2 separate regions of the Astyanax mexicanus genome follow, and region 1 is linked to region 2. The links are chromatin contacts, called in public Hi-C maps. All regions are on one chromosome and are shown on one strand. The core of a region is the stretch at or near the end of the contact, and the rest is flanking DNA. Distances in the headings are between cores, read along the strand shown.

The links. Hi-C and Micro-C count contacts between places; a contact is called where the count stands out from the background.
Region 1: a contact with region 2 is called in a Hi-C map of muscle, with 19 times the contacts expected there. The contact joins the enhancer-like site here to the promoter of septin15 in region 2. A contact is called at or near these places in 2 of 3 Hi-C or Micro-C datasets (both in muscle).

The regions. Positions count from the first base shown.
Region 1 is chr10:7,955,985-7,960,071 of AstMex3_surface, reverse strand. All of the region lies in intron 8 of septin15 (septin 15), which reads right to left. Among protein-coding and RNA genes, the nearest start is that of LOC111195762, 15 kb to the left of the region's middle. Within about 2 kb of position 2,186, the one cell type or tissue checked has an H3K27ac peak away from gene starts, as active enhancers do.
Region 2 is chr10:7,903,278-7,906,999 of AstMex3_surface, reverse strand. It overlaps septin15 (septin 15), which reads right to left and starts at 1,970. Exons shown (of 13, transcript XM_049483872.1): 1 at 1,693-1,970. The coding sequence starts at 1,731.

The sequences.
Region 1 (4,087 bases), core at 937-3,436, 53 kb before region 2:
TTTGACTGAAATGCACATTTATGTATTCTACAGCTGTTTTTTTTTTATTTTCAATGGTATTTCACGTATATCTTTTCCATTATCAACTGTACATTTGGATTGTCTTTTCCATTTATTGTTTCACCTACATTTCTAGTTCATTATATTTCCCTAAATGTATTTTATTTTTTTGTTCATGTCCAGTGGCACTTACAATACATTACAATACAACACTTTAACTGTACTGTGAAATCTTTGTAAAACATTCTGCGAGTTTAATGTTCGTGTGATCTCTTTAAGACTGGAGTCTGTAGGTTTTCTTAGGACGTTAACTGAAGGGGAAATTATCAGTTAAACTTGACAAAAGGATGAAGACACTGAAGACAAATCTTTAAAAAGACATCACACAAAACAAGAGACAGATCCTCCTTAAAGCAGACAAACATTCCACACACTCAGAGTTTACACAGCAGAAACGATTATTAGCATTTCAGACTAACGCAGGCAGAACCCCGTCCTGGTCAGGTGGTTAACAGGTAAACAAACAAACAATCACACACAGATGTTTACTGATTAAACGTTTAAACAGCTGTCAGCACAGAGAAACACAGTCACGTGGTTAAACGGTCAAACACAGACATCAGGGGCTCGTTAGCAGCAGTCTGGACCGTTAACTGGGAAACCAAAACAAACAGGAGGAAAAAAAGAGCAGATGCTTTCAGTCTTCATCTGGAATTCTGGAAAAGACCACAGATACTGTTTCCTTCAGGATGCTGGTATGAATAAACTGCCAGTGAACACCAACTCCAGAGCTTCTGCACTGATCAGACACTAGAGGGAGCTCATCACACAGTTAAAATAAATGGAGGTCTATGAAGCTTAGGTGCAAAACTGGTGTTTACAAATGGACAATTATTTAGTTTGTATTGACTTATTTTATAGAAAATTCAGTTACAGAGCTGTGTAATTTATATATTTTATGTCAGTGAGTAATATTAGAATTTAGTTGCCCTACTAATTACAGTATAACAATAGGAAGGGATTGATTATTAAAACTACTTTATATATTTTATTTTCATTTATTTAATTATTTGACTATATGATTTGTTTTATAAAATGTTGTGTATATGTAGAGAATGTAGAGAAATGATCTATATGGTTATTTTGCTGGAGGAAAATGTTAATAAATAAAAATGGAATAAAAACAAATATCAGAATTAATTAAATATATTTAATTAATTCTGATATTTGTTTTTATTCCATTTTTATTTATTAACATTTTCCTCCAGCAAAATAACCATATAAATCATTTCTCTGTTTTGGGAGAAATCTTTTTTTTTTTCTTTACTGAAAAATTTACTTGACTTCATTTAATAGATTTTATTTTACTAAACTAGCCTGTGCTTTATTTTGATTTTAATTTCTTCATTCTTTGAAATGGCTTAAAATAAAATAAATTATAGAAACTATTAGATTTCTCTCAAAAGGAAGAAATAGTTGATAAATCATTAATTATTGGACAGGGTTTATTTTTTTACTTTACATTGCTTTGCATTAGAGTTGGGAGATCTAATAAAAAATGATGTGTTATTTCAGGGTACCTCTGTGATAATATTCTTGGCAATATCATAAAACATACTGCAACAAAACATAATGTGACAAAAATGGAATGCAACAAATTTGGTGCATGCATTTAAACTGCACACATACATTATATACAAATTATACAAAAAAATGGTTTCTTTTATGTTTAAAAAATCTATAAAATGCACACCCCTACTTTGCATAATACTGTAAATTAAATTTTAATCAGAATTGTTTTGTGAGAACAACTAGAAACATTTAATATTTCCATCCATGCAGCTCCATTTACTCCTATTTACTTGTATTTACTGTTCAGTTGTTGCTATAATGAGATAATTAAAAAGTGTACAGGCTCCGCCTACACTGGCTCTGTTACACCCTAATCAAACTGCTTTACAGCTACAGTATACCTCCTGATTTACTGAAACTCTAACATGCTTTAAAGCAAGAACCAATCCAAGTGGACCACCTTACCCAGGAGGAGGGACATGTGCTGACTGATCATTCCGCATTACCCGTCCACTACAGCCACCTACCTGTGAAGAAGCAGGTGAAGGGGCGGGGCTGTGGAGCTCAAAGACTCTCCAGCAGGAGACCTGCGACCCTGATTGACTACTAAAGCTAAGAATGGTGGGGTTACATGGCGTGGCGATGACAAGCGGAGAGGAACCAGCCAGACTGATGGAGCCGGAAGGAGGCAGGTCAGGGGAGGGATCACAGGGCCATGAGGGATCATGGAATTTGTAGTTCTACTAAGGGGGTCACATTTGGATGGCACAGCAGCTGCGAACACTTATTTACTACTTGTTTATCCTCAATTATGTATTAAACATAAACAGCTGATTTAAATTAGTATGTGGTCGATTTTATGGTCAAAAAGAAAAGAACCTTGGAGTTTATAAAGGCCTGTTTGCCTATATACTGTTTGAAAAAGATGTTGATAAAAAAAAAAGCTATGTTCACACAGCAGGTAAATGTGGCCCAAATCTGATCTTTTATATCAAAAGTGTGGCTGTGTTAACAGCAAAAAAACCTTATGAATCTGACATTTTTAATTTCAAATCTGGGCCGGTTCAATTTGTGGTATTGATATTCCAATAGATATCTGATTCTCAGCAATGTGACTGTCTGAACGACCAGATCAGAAATTAGACAACGAGTATAGCGGACAATAGCTGTGAGGAGATGGGAAAATGGACAGCAGCGAGATAACAGAGCTAATAAATATTTTGGCAGATATTTCTATTTCAATAATATTCTAAGGCTTGTGTATCAGTCATTTGGTGTTCCTAATGAGCTGGTCGATAAATCTGACGGTGGCCGAATAATGTGTAAGTTTCGGCGAGCTGGAGTAAATTCTCAGTGATAAGCTCAGCTGCAGTCTGAACTCAATTAAGCGCTTGACATTCTGGCTGAGGTTAAAGTGAAACTTAACGTGAAGCATTGCTCTGTCCCGCATGTGTGCCACTTACAAAGCATGAAAAATTGAGAGAGATGTCAGATAAGGGTTACATTAAAAAGATTGTGTAAATCCCGGCTGTGTGAATGTAGCCATAGTGAATTTGCAAAGAGACCTAACATTAGAACCATTCTCTGAAAGATCTACAGTCCTGTGTAAATGTCAGAAAGCACCCCTTGTGTATTTCATTTCTTGACAAAACCATGATTAAGCATTGAAAGAATGACTAACTCCATTATCAGATGTTTGAATGTTAATGTGCCCACCATTACATTTATTATACCTTAAAGTTTCTGCTACATACCACCTCATCTTTTAAACATGGTGGTGGGAGAGTTCTACAATCTACAAGGAGATTATTAAAGACCTCCTTCTCATGATTCCAGTCCTCCCAAACCCTTTCAAAGATGTTGAGCTCTGGACACAAATGGTGGTCAAGTACATTTTGCAGGCTGTTATTGTTCCTCTTTTCTCTGGAACCAAAACAGACTGGTGTGATGATTCACACACACTTTCAAAAGATGTGGAAAGTTCTTCACAGCAAGCATTTAACTCAGAAAGTCCCCAAGTGACACACTGAACATCCTGAACGCAGTCACTGGATAGTATTTTAATGTGGATTTGCAGTCAACGAACCAATGTTAAAAGTGTAAAAGTGTATTTCTGTGTGTAGGAACTTTGTGTTTTCGGTTGCCAAGATGGCAAAAGCCAAAAATGTACTAAACACACCTAATTTCCAGACCACCACGCCCATCAGTGTGAATAAAAGATGCAGGCGCAAGGTGTGAAAATAGACTGTTGTCAGGGTGTAAGATAGCAATGAGTCCTGAGGTGCAGGTTGAAAGATAGGGCCCAACAAAAAAAAAAAAAAAATTAACTTATCTAGTTGATCAAGTCTGAATCAATATTCCAAACTTGATTTGGCCTAATATGGGTTTATTTTTTGAGGTCTAATTTTGAAAGTCCACATTCTTCCTTGCATAAGTGAATTTTATGTAACCTCAGTACATAAATATGCTGTGAAAAGTTAACAGTGTTTACCTAACAGCAGTTTTGACTGGAAAT
Region 2 (3,722 bases), core at 721-3,220:
CTTTTTGTTTGCTTCACTTTTAGATTCACATTGATGTAGCTTTCAATCAGTATCAGCATTTGACTGATTATATCAAAAGATGATCAGCATTTCAGTACCACCCTCAAAAACACTGACCTGTCCATCTCTTGTGTTAAGAGTACAATAAACACAGTGTTCCACATCTGGTGTGAAATCTTATCTATCTTAAAACAACAGTGGAACAGTGTAGTGGATAACAACACTGCAGACCCAGGGCAAACAGGGTTTCAATGACAACAACCACACTAGCTACATAATAAGAGTTCTTTGGCAAGAAAGACTTTTAATGCCACATTTTTCTATCTGTATAAAGCAATTCCAATGTACTGGGTGTGCATCAGACAGATTCTGTTATGTTAATTCATTACAGAGGTTTATTGCATTAATTTGTGAATCTCAGTAGATAGTAGGGGTGGGTAATATGGCCTTAAAATAATATCAGCAGTATTTTCGCAAAGACGATTTCATTATGGAACGCCCCTAACTGAATTTTATCATAGAAGTCAATGATCCAGAATGTCATGATACTAATAATGAACTCCAAATATCTCCATATATCCAGAATTAAAGTAAAATAAATGATACTGGACAGATATAATCTGTAGTAGATATATACTGGGAAATGAGAACAATGTGAAATATTCTTCTGCTAAAAACAGCAAAAAAGTACTACCCTAATGTGATAATTAGGGGTGGGTGATATGGGTCGATATTTCAGAGTATTATATCGTGAACGATAATTAAAAAATGTTGACAATATTATTGCGTAAAATTCGATATGGCACATCTTTAATAGATAAACATTTGCTTCTTCCAGAAAAAAAAAAAAACATATTTGTGTGTCAGTGATTTTTAGATTTTATTTTTTTTAGCTGAGATATAGGAGGTTGTTTTTACATTGTGTTTGTTGTTACGCGAGAACTGAAAATTTAAATCATAATCTCACATATTTTGATTGTTTTATTTTTTGCAGGTTGCGGTGCTCGTGCACGGTCACTTAAACTGGTATAAAGTGTGTATTTATGTATGTAGTCTACAGTTCCCATTACTGTTCTTTCTCTGTTTTGGCTTGTGCTGGCTGCTCCCTTTCTTTCTTTCTTTCTCTCTCTCTCTCCTTCTTTATCATCCCCCCATTGATATGCATCCCCACTCCTCCACAGGCCTGCCTGTCATTCTCATTAGCCACAGCAGAGAGCAGGGCAGCCCACCACCCCACTCAGGGCCACATCCTGCAGACCCACAGCCAGCCTGCCTGCATCTGCATGGGCTTAGAGGAGAAATGTGTAAAATGGTTGGAGCTGGGTTGGTAGATCTACACGAAGCTCATTCACCAGGATATGGAGGATCTATCTCACTTAGTTAGTTAGCTGGATCTGGATGCTGATGCCCTGCTGTGGGGCTGCCAGACAGTTTCTCTCTCAGCAGCTGTAGCCAATGTCTGTAAATGCAACCAAGCAGCTTTGAATTAAGCCTTATAATAAAATAATAGAGAAGAGTAATTACTAACGTTAGCTGCTGCTACAAGCTCCATCAGATCCATGAACAATGCAGAGAAACGCAGCTACTAATGCACCGAATGAATGAACGAATGAATGAATGGAGGAAAGGTTTCTGGTTCTGTTTTGTTAAATATGTGTATAAAAGCGTTATTTATATCAGAGCGAGACTCACCGCAACGCTGGAAACAGCGGATTCTGGTCTCTCGATCATCGTGCTGCCGTGCTGCCTCCGCCCAGCCTTAACGCGAACAGATCAGGCATAAAGCACCCACAGCCTCGCCGATAAAACCGCGTATCTCCAACCCTGCAGCTGTACCGCTCCGTGCCGTGCCCTGCTGCCTCCAGACCGGGCCTGCTCGCTACACCGCTCGCTGTGGACGGCAGGACGGTATGAATGCCATGCAGCCCGCGGGGGCAGTCAGCAGCACCGCAGTAAAGGCCGCCGGACTGTGGGCGGGATTGTGGAGGGGTTAATTTCCCACCCGTTTTCATTCAAGCACCGCCTCCTCAACCACCATTGGCTGATACTGCGAGCTCTAACGCAGCCTAAAGCAGCCGATTGGACAGTTTAGAAGTCAGTCACGTCACCTTAGCAACCGTAAAACGCCGTAAAGAGGAAAAACATTATACTAATTTTAAAAATGTATTTTTGTTTTCATTTTTGTTGCCCTTTAAGTTAGTCATATTTATTTTAATTTATTTATATTTCCATTTACTTATTAATTACATATTGATTTCTGTTTTTGTGATCACTAGCAAAAAAACACGAGTAGTAATATTTAAAGTTTACCAAAAAAGAGTATATAATAAGTATATAAATTTCGTATATGATATTTAATATGTTTAATGGTTATGATATGTTTATTTATATGTGTATTTAAACAGTACAGTATGTGGTCATGTAATTTAAAAGGTAGGATAACAACAACAAAATCAATAGATAGATTATTATTATTATTATTATTATTATTATTATTATTATTATAAATATTATTGTTATTATTATTATTATTAGTAGTAGTAGTAGTAGTAGTAGTAGTAGTAGTAGTAGTAGTATTGTTTTTATATAAATAATTTAGCTACAGTTGGTTTATATATTTTTATTTTTTTTATTCTAATTTAATACCTACTGATTCTCTCAGGCTTTTAAGTCCAGAGCGGTTTATGTTGTTAGTTGTCTGTTTTGTCTTGATCTACTCTGTCGAGTCATCAGAATTTTTTTTGTTATTTTAAACTAGGTATTTGTTGTACAGCACTTTAGTCGACACTCGTTGTTATTGTGTTGCTAGTATTATTCATTTGATTTTTTTTTTACATAAATTATAGCAGAACCTTTTTTCTTTGATTATTTTATTATATGCTGCCCCGCCCCTTTACGCCTCTTCACTGTCCAATCAGTGCTCCTCTTTCCGTACAGGGGGCGGGATATTCTACGAAAACAGGTGGAAGAAAAAAATCTGTTTCATTGGAAACTTTGCGTTACGTCATGTGGGCGTAGACCGACCTTCGCTTTGTGATTGGTTTAAAATTCCAGAAATGCATTGTGGTTGTTGAAGTTTTAAAAACAGAGGCGGAGAAACTCTAGCGAGGAGAATGCCAGCATACAGTAGCTGTGCTAAGATCTATGTTGTCCAAAAAAAAAAAGAAAAAAATTAATAGTTAATAATATTTAATAATATATTTAATGATATAATCGGATAAACTGATCCAGAACCTATAGTGGTCTCTTATTTTTTTCCAGAGCTATATATATATATATATATATATATATATATATATATATATATATATATATATATATATATATATATATAAGAGACCACTATAGGTTCTGGATCAGTTTCTCTATAATCGGATAAACTGATCCAGAACCTATAGTGGTCTCTTATTTTTTCCAGAGCTATATATATATATATATATATATATATAAGAGACCACTATAGGTTCTGGATCAGTTTCTCCGATTATATCATTAAATATATTATTAAATATTATTAACTATTAATTTTTTTCTTTTTTTTTTGGACAACATAGATCTTAGCACAGCTACTATACTATATGCATGTGCATGTATCAATATACATGTGCATGTATCAATGATGTACAACGTTGAATTTGTGTACGAGCGCCCTCCAGTGACCTGATGTTGTAATGACTTCAGAGCATTAAATGATTAAAACAGCTTTTTCCTAATAACACAGC